4 separate regions of the Mus musculus genome follow, and regions 2, 3 and 4 are each linked to region 1. Evidence: chromatin contacts called from public HiChIP or PLAC-seq and capture Hi-C data. All regions are on one chromosome and are shown on one strand. The core of a region is the stretch at or near the end of the contact, and the rest is flanking DNA. Distances in the headings are between cores, read along the strand shown.

Region 1 (3,054 bases), core at 286-2,785:
TCTATCTCTTATCTCTCATATATTCCTTTTTTTCTTCTTCTTCCTTCAGTGCATGGAGAATGGAAGTTCAGAAAGCAGTCCACTTTGCCCTTACTGATGAGTGGTCTCGGTGTAGGGGGCTGTAACAGTGAGCCGTGTAAAGTGTATTATAGCAAGAAAGAGTTCACACTCCACTTGAGGGAAGTAACACTCAAGATTGTTTCCAAGTCTCTTAATTTTAAAGTAAGTCCGTTTAGTTTATGCTATACATTTATGTTAGTTTAGTTTATGTTAAATTTATGTTAAAAGAAAAAACTCCCAATTTAAACCCTAGCAACAGATTTTAGTTTTCTTGTTTTTGTTTTTCAATCCCAAACACTATGGTGGCCAAAATAGAATACGCTTGCACCTTGGGAAGCAGGGAAACAACCAGCTTGCAATCTGCTCACACGTCTGCTTCCAGCTGTCCACCCCCAGCATCTTCCTAGCCTCCCCCATCTGACAATGTGCCTTCAAGGCCAGCACTCAGAATCCTCAAGGCTGCCCACTCACGTTGACCCTCTGCAGTCTACACAGACACTCCTGCCGTCTCCATCCCCTGCCGTCCGCTCCAGTTGTCTAGCCTCCCAGGTGTTTGTTCCGACTCGCTCTTACTCATTCCTCTGGGTCCCTCCGCAGTCACCATCTGCGCTAGGCACCCTGTCAGTTCTCACTAAATATCTGATGCTGAGCAAATGCACCGGACCACGGAAAGCACCTCCAAGAGGCGAAGGAGGGAAAGCCACGGAATCTCAACGTGGTACCAAGGCCCCCTGCCACTCAGGGGCCAGCCGTCGATTCGCTTGTGCGTGCACCAAGTCTTCCCCTCGGGGAGGATGTGCGACCCTCCGGCCCCCGAGGCCTTCTACGCCGACAGTCAAGGGCTCGCTGGCCGTGGGTGTCCACGGAGAAGCCGCACCGCCCGAACCAGGCGTGCCTCGGTCCGGCCTCTGAGCTGCAGCTGCGTGCGATTTCCTCTCGGGGTCATCCTCCCGCTTAGGCCGCCCGGCCCCGCTGCCCGCCTCCCCGGGCTCGGCCGTTTCCAGCTCAACGCACCGAGGCCCGTCCACCGAGATAGCAAGCCGCATTCGGTGTCGCCAGGCCGGCCAGAGCCGAGGCCGCGGCCGCCCCGGCCCCACTCCCCACCCGCGGCCCCCGCCCGGCTCCGCCGCCGCCGCCTCGGCCCGGCGACCTCTTCCCCGCCGCGCGGACCCGCCCGCACCGCTCGCGCCGGCCCCGGAGCTCACCCGGGACAGGGTGAGGTCGGTCATGAGCTGCTCGAAGGCCCGCGTCTCCTCGGCCTGCCGCTGCGTGTGCAGGGCGATCTTCTCACTGAACTTCCGCGGGTTGGCGCTGCCCGAACCGGGCGAGGCGGCCATGGCGCGCGCCCGGCGCTAGCGGGCTAGGCACACGGCAGGCGCGGGGTTCCGCTGCTCGGCCCACCCGGTCTGTCCGCAGGCCGCCCAAGCCGCCGCCCGAAACCTGTCCTCCGGCGCGACCCGGCAGAGGAGCCGCCGCGGCCCCAGAGCCAGCGAGCGGCCGGGAGCGCGCCGAGGTCCGCCCCCGCGCGGCGGCTCCGCCCTCGGCGCGGCCCGCCCGGCCTCCGGGCCCCGAAGCCCGGCCTCCCAGCCGGGGAGCTCGACCTCCGGCGAGCCGACCGAGGGCTGAGCCCACGGTCCCCAGCCTGCTTCGGGACTTCTCACACCTATATCACGTCTGTAAAGTTAAGCTGCACCAATGTGTGAGAGCCGCTGGGTACCACTGCCCAGTGTGGATGTGTACATATGTATATGTGCATGCAGGCACCCACGGAGATCACACTAATCTAGGAACCAAACACGGGTCTTTGCCTCTGTAAGAGCTGTTTGTACTCTTAACTGAGCCATCTCTCCCATCCGTTCAACTTCGCTGGTAAAACAGCAAGTGGCCTCGTCAGGCTTCCCCCTTTTTAGCCCAGAAGCTGCTTCCAACATAATTGTACACCAAGATGTCCTGGAGAGTGTTGAGCATGACTGTGTTCTGTGAATTAGGACGTATTAGCGACATGAGGAGAAATACGGAAAATAACAACAACGCCCACGCACCTCATGATTAAACCATCAAAACATTTTTGCAGAGCCTGGGGACGGTGTTCAGCTGTAGAGCGCTTGTGTGACAAGCCCTAGGCCTTGGGTTTGATTCCAACACTGCAAATAAAATTTAAAAGGCATTTTGGGGCCAGCTAAATGACTCATGTGGAAGGAGATAACTGACTCCTGAGACTTGTCCTTTGGCCTCCACACTCAGGCTGTAGCAAGCACATACCTAGACACACATACACAATAAGACTTTTTAAAAATCGTTTTGCTTCATATGCTTGGAGTTTATTTAAAAAAAAAAAAAAAAGAACCCCACCTCATTCTTTGTCTCCATAAAAAGTAACTATGTTGGTAGTGATGTCTAACACTACTGTTCATTTTTTCAAAATTAACATATACTTATTATTCTGTTCTTCCTTTTATTGTGTATGATTTATTAATCCAGTTACTCTATGTGGGATAGGAAGTTTTATGTTTAAAATTTATACAAAAATGAGGCTGGGCATTATGGCAAGTGCCTGTAATCCTAGCAGTCAGGAGTTAGAGGCAGCAGGATCAGTAGTTCAAGGTCCTCCTTGGCTACATAATGAGAAGAAAGCCAGTCCAGACTGTATGATGACCTTGTCTCAAAAACAAAACCAAAAAGAATTTATAGACATGATGTGCAACTTTTGTATTTCCTGCAACTGTTTTTATATGTGTTGGTTTTTTACATTCATTCATTATTCATTTTGTGTGTGTGTGTGTGTGTGTGTGTGTGTACTCACATCCGCCAATAACTCAGGTTGGTGGCAGGCACATTTACCGACTTAGGGAGCTCACTAGTCCCTAGATTGTTTTGTTATAATTAGGCTTATGTGTCTGTTGTATTGTCCTACCCACCATGCTTTTTTTTCTTATTTTATATTTCTTGATTTTTATATGTATGTGTGTATGCTTGCATGCAATTATGTGCAGC
Region 2 (3,054 bases), core at 269-2,768, 350 kb before region 1:
GCCTATGATTTCCTAAGCAGAAGGGAGGAAAGGAATGCCAGGAGAGAAAAAGTTGAGCCATTGTCAAAAAGGAAGAAAGAAAGAAAGAAAGGAAAGAAGAAAGAAAGAAATGAAATGAGCGTGTGAAGCCAACTGTGTTTCTATCTACCCATTCCTCAATTTCTAGGCTGCACGGACACCTTGGGGGATATGGATTATTCCATTTTAGACCCCAGAGACCTCTGTTCAGCCTGTGGGGCATCCCTCTGTAACTGCAGCGCCATGGCAACCACCAAGCCTGTCAGAGAGTCCAGTCATTAGGCTTTCCCCTGAGCCTTATCTCCCCAGCTGCCAGCCCAGACACAAAAGCTACCTGCCTGGTGGAATACACTTAGCAGCTGGCTGTCTCCACTTCTCAGAACCCTTTGGGGAGATGCCAAGGTCTTGCTTATCCCTCATACTTCAGAGCTGCCAACGCCAAGACGGGATTTCTCCAGAAGATCCAAAGCTCGATGGCCGGTAAAGAGAGAAGGATTGTTCCAGTGCCTACCCAAGCTAGGCAACACTATGCTCCTGAAACCGCGGGGACAAGACTCACTACCTCAAGGGCCCAGAGCAGAGGTCTGGGGACTGAAGCAGGCTCCCTCATGATTCAAGAGATGAATGCAAACGGTTTCTGTAGAAACAGTGTTGTGTCCCAGGAGCCCACATCTGAAGCAATTAAGCAAGATCCAACTCTCCAGGTCAAATCCTAGCATCTCTAGGGCCAAGATGTTAGGTTCAGATGCCCAAGATAACAGAGACTGACCCTGTGAGGAGAGCGATGTTTGGAGCACGTTGAAAACGGTCTGGGTGTTGTGCCAGGCTGTAGATGGCCTTTTTCTCGTGGAAGACGCTGTCTCTGCCTCCCAGGCTAGATAAAATGGGCTTTCCCCCCACGATCCCACGGCCACCCGTGCCTTCCAGCTCTGTACCCAGCACTCTGTGAAACTATCACTTTTGGTTTTGTCTCCCTTTTCTGCAAAGACTGTTAGTTCTACTACGTCCTGGGGCATGGTGGGGAGAACGCTGCACCAGCCGCTGTGATTGTTGAAAACTTCTATATCCAGGATCTCGGTCTTTAAAGAACCTCCGTTGAGAATGGGATGATGGTTCAGTGGGTAAAGTGCTTGCTGCACAAGAATAAGGACTTGCATTCTTTCAGATTATTGCAATAGCCAGGTAAAAAAGCTGGGGATGGCAACCTACGCCTGTTGTACTGTGGAGGCAGAGACAGGAGACTCCTTGAAACTCGTTCGGTAGCTAGTCTTGCTAAATACCTGGGCTACAGGTTCAAGGAGAGTCTTTGTCTCCAAAAACTAAGGTGGAGACTTATAGCCTCTATAATCCACACGCACGCGCACACACGTTGGGGGAGGGGGGATGAATGAATTACAGCTTGTTAGAAATAGTTCCGTTCTCCGAGCCTCCGAAGCGCCAGGCGGCGCTATAGGTGATTTGTTCGGACTCCGAAGCTTCAGTCCCTCGCGCCACCAGCGCAATGGGCTCGGAGGCAGCTCAGCTGCTGGAGGCTGCTGACTTCGCCGCTCACAAACACCGACAGCAGCGACGAAAAGATCCTGAAGGGACTCCCTACATTAATCACCCCATCGGTGGGCGCGCCAGTTGGGAAGCAGCCCTCGCGGCCCGTGGCGGGTGGGGACTAACTGGGACGGGAACACAAAGCGCATATAAATTACTGAGCGCCTTCTTCGAGTCCCAAGCGTTGTATCAACCACTTTTCATGCGTTATGCGTGTAAGCCTCACCTGGGGTAGAAGGCAGGAGTGCTCCCTTGGTACAGTCGATATCCCAAGAGGGTAAGGGACTTTCCAAGGTCATCCAGCTGGTGAGGTGCTACATCTGGCTCCTTCTAGACTGACTTCTGCTTTGCCCCTGCCAGGTGTAGCCCGGATCCTAACCCATGAGGCTGGAATCACTGATATTGTGGTGTTACAGGTAAGGCTACCCTTCTCTGCCAGGAGGCTGGTGCGGGAAACCAGAGTACTGTTGAACAATGGGTGCTATTTATTTGGCTAGTAGGTTAGTGTCACTGGGCTGAATGGTAACCTATCCCCAGGCCGCCCTGCTCCATGACACAGTAGAAGACACAGATACTACCCTGGATGAGGTAGAGCTGCACTTTGGAGCACAGGTTCGACGCTTGGTGGAGGAGGTAACAGATGACAAGACTCTGCCCAAACTGGAAAGAAAGCGGCAACAGGTGGAGCAGGCACCACACAGCAGCCCAGGGGCCAAACTGGTGAAGCTGGCAGACAAGCTATACAATCTGAGGGACCTGAATCGCTGCACCCCTACAGGTATGCTCTCCTACTGGCTCTGAGGAGAGAGGGGGAGGGGATGGCCAGCTTCTGAAAATACAGGTTGGTTAGATTCCCAGAAATAAGTCGGGGGGTAGAGTGGGGAGGGGTGGTCGTAACACCTCCGACTAAACCTCTGTCTTAGTCAGGGTTTCTATTCCTGCACAAACATCATGACCAAGAAGCAAGTTGGATCTCATGGAGGCATTTCCTCAACAGAAGCTCCTTTCTCCGTGATAACTCCAGCTGTGTCAAGTTGACACAAAATTAGCCAGTACAATTGACCCCTTGTCAACTTGACACACAAAAACATCACTAGTAAGCCTCAACCCTTACAATCTTATTCATCCCCAAGATCTAAATAACTTTAAAAGTCCCACAGCCTTTACATATTCTTAAAATTTCAATCTCTTTAAAATATCCATCTCTTTTAAAATCCAAAGTCTTTTTACAATTAAAAGTCTCTTAACTGTGGGCTCCACTAAAACAGTTTCTTCCTTCAAGAGGGAAAATATCAGGGCACAGTCACAATCAAAAGCAAAAGTCAATCTCCAACCGTCCAATGTCTGGGATCCAACTCACGATCTTCTGGGCTCCTCCAAGGGCTTGGGTAACTTCTCCAGCCAGGCCCTTTGTAGCACACGCATCGTCCTCTAGGCTCCAGATGCCTGTACCCCACTGCTGCTGCTGCTCTTGGTGGTCATCTCATGGTACTG
Region 3 (3,054 bases), core at 389-2,888, 290 kb before region 1:
TGAACAGGCTTCTCCCCACCCCCATTCCAGACTCTGACTCACCCTCTGAGTCCCAGTTGTCTCAAAACCAGGAGACTGGATATATTTCTAGCCTCTCTGGGTCAGTTTTGCCCAGCCATCAGTGCTGGGCCTGACTAGAGAATAGGCTATAGTACTGTCCTAGCTCTTTTCTTAGGCAAAGCCTTTCTGTCTCTCCCTAGAACCTACAGACAGAGATAACCACAACCATTCCAGGCATAAGACGGGCACTTACCCCCAGGTGTGGCTGCTGTTTCTAGGACCTGGAGACCCAGCTGAGGCAGCCACAGAGCAAGCCACCAAAGACTGCTGGGAAACCCAATCAGGTCTCTCTTTCCAGCAGAGACCCCAAGGCAGGTCCTGTTACAGGCACCTCCCAGGAAATTTTAACTCCTAGTCCCTGCTCAACTACTTACACAAGTCATTTCCACTCTCTGGGCCTCAGTTTCCTTGGTGGTTAAAAACTATTAGGACAGAGGCTTTCAAACTTTTTTTAAGCCATAGGATCCTCTTTTTAAAAAAATACAAATTTTAGATAGAAGCCCAAAACAGGAAACACACACCTAATCTGCTCGCCCACCCTCCTTTTCTATGTCCACACCTGGCCAGCAGCCACATGCCCTCACTGGGCCACATCACCTGCGTCGTCTTGGCACTTCCCAAGTCAGAGAGAATCCCAGTGCTTCAGAGAGATGAAAGTCCACTTCCCCTAGGCGCAAAGCCCTGGGGCGGTGGGAACGGCGGCACCGAGCAGACTAGTGTCTGCTGTCAGACCTGTATGGCAAGCAGGCCGCCCCTCGGCTAGCCACCCGATGGATGGGGGCAGCAGGGGCCTCGGCCAGGCCTCGGCAGGAGGCAGCCCGGAGCGAGCCTCCCCCAAGCCGGCCTGTGCGCGCACGCGAAATCCGCCCCCGACCGCTCCGGCCGTACAGGTGTGCCAGGCGGCCGAGGACCCCGTGCCCTCCCGGGAGCGCGCCCCACCAGGCGCAGGCCCCGGCCGCCGGGGCCACGGAGGACCGCGGGCAGGCGGGAGCACCCAGAGTCCGAGGAATGCTCTGCCTAGCCCGCCCCAGCAGGGGCCCCGCCGGCGCTTCCTGAGGTCATAGGGCTCGCCCCGGCCCCAGCGGAAAAGTACCGGCGCGGGCCCAAGCCCGGCGCTCAGGTGGGCTGCGCGGCTCCCGTCCTCCCGCCGCGGCGGCCGAGAATCCGCGACCAGAGCCCGGCGGCCGGCGAGGCCCGGGGCTGCGCCGCCCGGCTCCGCGCTCCCCCGCCCGCTCCGGGCCCGGTTCCCCAGCGCGCCGCCTCCCCGGCCCCGGGCCGCGCGCCCTCGCCGCTTACCCTGGGGAGCCCGGGCGGGGAAACTTTTCCGGACGAGCGCCGCGGCCGCTCGGGTACCCCTCGGCCGAGCACGGAGCCCGGCGGCGGGGGCCTGGCTCCGGCGGTCCCCGCGCCCGGCAGCGGCGTCACGGCGCGCAGGCGGGGAGGCGCGGCGGCGCGGCCTCGGCCCGGCCGGCGACCAGGGCAAGGCTCGGCCTGGGCTCGGGCGCGGGCGGGGGGCAGCGGCCCGGCCGCGGCGGCGCGGCTTGTTTACTCGGGCCGCTGTCACAGCGGCGGCGGCGGCGGCGGCGGCCCGGGCTCCTCCTCCTCCGCGCCGCGCCCCTCCCCCTCGCGGCGCCACCTCCGCGCTCGGCGGCCGCAGCCGGCCCGGCCCGTTCGCCGCCCGGGTCGGGTCAGGCCGGGCCCGGCCGGGCCCGGCCGGTGTTCAGAGAGCTCCACGCGGCGGGCCCTGCGTTCTCGGGGCGCCCTGTCTGCGGCTGCCAGCGGGGCGGGTAGGGAGCGTGGTCCCTGCGCGCCACCCCAGGCCCCTCGGTCCGCACCGCGTTAGGCTCTTGGCCCCGCAAACTCCCGGGCAGATGGTTTCGGAGACCCGGACTGGGAGCCCGCGGGCGAGATGGCGAGGGAAGGGCCGAGGGTCGGGGGGTTTGGGGAGAGTCCAAGCTGGCCCTGCCTTGCCCGAGGTTCCTGGGTCCCGAGTTTTGAGTTTGGGGATAGTCAAGGGAAGCGCCCTGGGATGGCGGACCTGGGGCAACTCCACTCTCAGGTCGGATCTCACAGCGGCAGGGCAGCCCTCGTGCCTCCAGTTAGAGGAGTCACAGTTTTATTTGCTTTTGTAGAGACAGGTGGATAAACAGAAATAGCCCACCTCCTTTTATGGTTTTTTTTTTTTCCCAATACTTTTTTTTCCCCCTGCAACAACGGAGAGCTAGGCACTGGGCCAATCAGTTCACCCTATCTTCTCCTTATGTACATTCCTTAATCCACATAATCCGCTCAGGATGACATTATTAATCCCACTTTACAGATAAGGAAACTGAGGCACACAAAGTTTAAATAATTTTCCTTAAGCTACACAACTTAGCAGGCCTCAGACTTGGCAGCGTTTCACTCCAAGCTACTTACAGTATACCAGCCAGAGCCCTTCCCTCCCTGGGTTCCTGCCCTAGAAAACGGCTGTGCTACTTGGCGGAAGGTTGACATTCTGCTCGAGCTGAGAAAGAAGAGGGGAACCGGGCCAAGATCTTCCCAGGCTGGGTTGTTCCAAGGTCGCCAGCGGCCTCTGCACATCCCTTCTTGCTCTCTGTGAGATAACCTGGCCACATGAGACTTTGCCTCAAAACCCTCAAAGTAGTACACATACACACATACACACGTATCATTTGTGTGGAAAGTCGTCCAGGAAAGTTGGGCTCAAATCCTTGCGGTACTATTTTGCATTATTTCGAACCTTAAATTCTCAGAGCCCCGATTTATCCCTCTGAAAATGGAGATGTGTATGAAGTTAACTGAATCTGTTATTTGAGCATCCGTTAAAACACTGCAGACATGGGGTCTCTAAAAGTCTGGTTCCTCCCAGATTGGGGGCTTTCCCTTAGAAGGAGCTAAGACCTGTGGGGACCACTGTGGGGTAGCCCCCACCAGCACCACCACATGCACATTTGGGAGAACAATACTCTTGTGGTGAGACTGAGGCAGGAA
Region 4 (3,054 bases), core at 296-2,795, 270 kb before region 1:
TAGCACTCACATGGAGACTTACCACCTTGGGCACCAGCACGTATGGTGCACAGACACACATGAAGACAGAACGATCATACACATACAATAATAAAAATAAAAAATAAAATAAGGGGATAAAAGCTTTTCATTTCCTCCTGCAAAAATTGTCTCCAGCGCTCAAGGTTTAGGCTGAGTCTCTCTTCTCCAGGGCCGGCCCCTTGGCAAGGAGAACGTCTTCCCCAAAGGCCCTGATTTAGCTCCCACCTCCCCAAAGGAATCTGCACCCCACTTGGTAGTCTTGCTGAGAATTGGATTTTACTTCTCATGTTGTTTGTTTGAGGTTTTGAGGCTGCGGGTTGAGCGTGCAGCCTTGTGCAGACTGAGCCCAGGCTCTGTATGTGAGCTGCCTCTGTGTCTCTTGAACGGAAACACCCATCCTTTTCTGAGTACAACTCTCCTGCTTACTAGATGTGTTGCAAAAAATATTTTTTTTTATTGTGGTCTCTCTTTTTTAACCTTATCTGCATCATTTTCTGTTACTGTAAAAATTAAATAATTGTGTTGCCGATTCTATTGTTTGTTTGAGACAAGGTCTGTCTACTTAGCCTAGATTGGCCTAGAACTATGTAGCCCAGGCTAGCTTTTACAAGTATGCACCACCATGCCAGGCTAACGGTTAAATGACCGTGTTTCTTTAGAAGACATTGAATTATTTTATCTCTATGTAAGGGTGTTTTCCCTACATGTGTGTCTATAAACTGTGTGTATGCCTGGTGCCTTGGGAGGCCAGAGCGGATGCAGAGGCCCCTGAAACTGGAGTTACAGATGCTTGTGAACATCGTGCTGGGAACCCAGGGTGAGCACTGGCTTCAGCCCCGTCCTCTTTTCTTTGTGCCTTAGTTTTTGCTTTTGCTTTTCTAGATAAGCTCTCAAGTAGTCCAGGCTGGCCTTTAACTCACTAGCAGAGGATGACCCCGGACTTCTGATCCTCCTGCCTCTACCTCCCAATGCCAGAATTTCAGATGTCTGCCACACTCTTCCTGCTTCCAGTATGTTATATGAGGACTCTGCCAGCTGAATTCAGCATCTAAACGGGTTTTGTTTTCTGTTTGTTTTTTTGGCTTTTTGAGACAGGGTTTCTCTGTGACGCACTAACTGGTTCTGGAACTCACTCTGTAGACCAGGCTGACCTCAAACTCAGAGATCAGCCTGTCATTGCCTCCCAAGTGCTGGGATTAAAGGCACATGGCACCACACCTGGCTTCTTACTTTTTTTTTTTTAACAGTCTCCTGTACCCCAAGCTAGCCTTGAACTCCCCTACATAGCCAAGCAGGACCTTGAACTCCTGACCCTCCTGCATCTACCTCCCAAGCACTAGGATTTCTCTTCTTTTTTTTGGTGGTGTGGGGAAGGAAGGTGTTTGGGATTGAACCCAGGACCTTGACCATGATAGGCAGGAGCCTTCCTGCTAAGCTCCATCGACAAACCTACCCTAACTTAACCCCTGTCAGCGAGGGGACTGAGGGAGGTGCCGGTCACGTGGTCGGATGGGTGCTCAGCTGCGTTTACTTTACCAAATCTTATCTAGCTGCGCACTCAGAAAGCGCTTGCCTTTCCTAGTGCGGGCAGCAAGTTTCCAGTTTACTTTTAAAAGATTATTTCTTGCCGGGAGATCGTAAAAACATTCTCCTATATTTTCCTCTCCGAGTTAAGCTTCCGTTCTTCATCTGTGAGCCCCGAACCCACCTGGAGTTGGGAGTGAGCTAATTTTATCCTCCCCGGATGGATCAGCTCTTGCCCATTATAAGGAGCCTGTCTTCTCCTGGTGGTTGGCATTGCCTCTGTCATATGGCAAAGCCTCCTGTTGGCGTGTTCCCTGGCTGTGCCCCTCCCCCCTGGCTTCTCTTCATAGCCTGATGCCTGAGCTTCCAGCCTTAGCGTCTTTAAAAGATTATGGTGGCTAATGGGGCGCAGTGGCACCTGCCTGTCTGCTTCTTGGTGAACAGGAGCCTGGATTACTCCCCTTCCGGAGGGCGGGTCAAAAGAAAACAGAAGCCTCCCCTGGGGGATTAAAATCCTTTTGTTGCCATTTGGCCATTGTTTCCTAAAAGTTTCCTAAAATCTTCCCTACTATCCCTTTATCTTGTATTCATTTATTGTTAAATGTTATTTACAAACTGGGCGGGGGTGGGGGGGGGTGGCACACTCCTTTAGCCCTAGTTCTCAGGAGGCAGAGGCAGAGGCAGGCAGATCTCTGAGTTTGAGGTCAGCCTGGTCTGCAGAGTGAGTTCCAGGACAGTCAGGCTACACAGAAAAACTCTGTCTTGAATATCCTAATATATATATATATGAGTTCTATATGATTAACTCTGTATGATTGTGTGTGCATCGTGGGACGGTGGATGCCACAGCGTACATACTGAGGTCAGAGAACATCTGGAGCTGCTTTCTCCTGTCTTTACATGGGATCTGTGCTTTTATCACCCCACTCACACTCTGAGCTCTGAGCCAGCTCACTGGCTTTGTTTTAAATTAAATTTTAAAAGATTTGTGTGTGTGGGTGTGTGAGCACTTGCCTGCATGTATGTATGTGCACTGTGTGTGTGCCTATTGCTCTTGGAAGTCAGAGAGCACGGGATCACCTGCGACTGGAGTTATTATGGTGTTCATGAGCTAACCTGTGGGGACTGGGAAGCAAATTCCAGTCCTCTGCAATAGCTCTGAACCACGAAGCTATCCAACCCCCTGTTTGGTTGGTTTTGAGGCAGGGTTGCATGTGGCCCAGGATGGCCTTGAACTTTCAATCCTTTGGCCTTTATGTCTCAAGGGTTGCAATTCTATTTTTTTTATTATTATTAATTAACTACTATGTGTCTTCGTGCATATACATGCATGCAGGCCCCACGGTGGTGCTTGTGTGAAACAACCTCCAGGAAGCTTTCTCTTTCCACTTTGTGGGTTCTGAGGATTGAACTCAGATTGTCAGGTTTAGTGATGGGGCGGGGGGGGTGTTGTCTGCTTAGCCACTCTGCTAGTGGGAGTGCTAAGATTTTGAGACTGTGCCACCATGC

The links. HiChIP or PLAC-seq counts read pairs in DNA pulled down with a chosen protein or histone mark. Capture Hi-C pulls out chosen DNA fragments and counts their contacts.
Region 2: a contact with region 1 is called in a capture Hi-C map of macrophages, with 5 times the contacts expected there. The contact joins the promoter of Hddc3 here to the promoter of Crtc3 in region 1. A contact is called at or near these places in 16 of 39 promoter capture datasets (the 3T3-L1 cell line, the C10 cell line, the HPC-7 cell line and 9 more), 3 of 484 Hi-C or Micro-C datasets (B cells, the G1E-ER4 cell line and bone marrow-derived macrophages), 9 of 115 datasets of contacts at active chromatin or transcription factors (Th17 cells, acute myeloid leukemia, astrocytes and 5 more) and 4 of 9 other capture datasets (adipose tissue, liver, macrophages and 1 more).
Region 3: an H3K27ac HiChIP or PLAC-seq map of embryonic stem cells shows a contact between it and region 1, with 7 read pairs. The contact joins the promoter of Furin here to the promoter of Crtc3 in region 1. A contact is called at or near these places in 6 of 39 promoter capture datasets (cranial neural crest, embryonic stem cells, neural stem cells and 2 more), 23 of 484 Hi-C or Micro-C datasets (B cells, CD4 T cells, the HL-1 cell line and 11 more), 18 of 115 datasets of contacts at active chromatin or transcription factors (the 230-238 cell line, the NIH/3T3 cell line, T-cell acute lymphoblastic leukemia and 12 more) and 5 of 9 other capture datasets (adipose tissue, embryonic stem cells, liver and 2 more).
Region 4: an H3K4me3 HiChIP or PLAC-seq map of intestinal villus epithelium shows a contact between it and region 1, with 7 read pairs. The contact joins the enhancer-like site here to the promoter of Crtc3 in region 1. A contact is called at or near these places in 4 of 39 promoter capture datasets (the C10 cell line, embryonic stem cells, liver and 1 more), 8 of 115 datasets of contacts at active chromatin or transcription factors (the 230-238 cell line, effector CD8 T cells, embryonic forebrain and 4 more) and 3 of 9 other capture datasets (adipose tissue, embryonic stem cells and liver).

Annotation. Positions count from the first base shown.
Region 1 is chr7:80,687,342-80,690,395 of GRCm38.p6, forward strand. Crtc3 (CREB regulated transcription coactivator 3) reads right to left here and starts at 1,536. Exons shown (of 15, transcript NM_173863.2): 1 at 1,266-1,536. The coding sequence starts at 1,397.
Region 2 is chr7:80,341,619-80,344,672 of GRCm38.p6, forward strand. Hddc3 (HD domain containing 3) reads left to right here and starts at 1,519. Exons shown (of 4, transcript NM_026812.2): 1 at 1,519-1,631; 2 at 1,921-1,976; 3 at 2,098-2,338. The coding sequence starts at 1,520.
Region 3 is chr7:80,401,174-80,404,227 of GRCm38.p6, forward strand. It overlaps Furin (furin (paired basic amino acid cleaving enzyme)), which reads right to left and starts at 1,639. Exons shown (of 16, transcript NM_011046.3): 1 at 1,357-1,639.
Region 4 is chr7:80,421,411-80,424,464 of GRCm38.p6, forward strand. No RefSeq gene overlaps it. Among named protein-coding and RNA genes, the nearest start is that of Gm44851, 18 kb to the left of the region's middle. Within about 2 kb of position 1,546, at least 34 of the 459 cell types and tissues checked have an H3K27ac peak or open chromatin away from gene starts, as enhancers often do. A contact at or near this core is called in intestinal villus epithelium and liver, where this site is marked.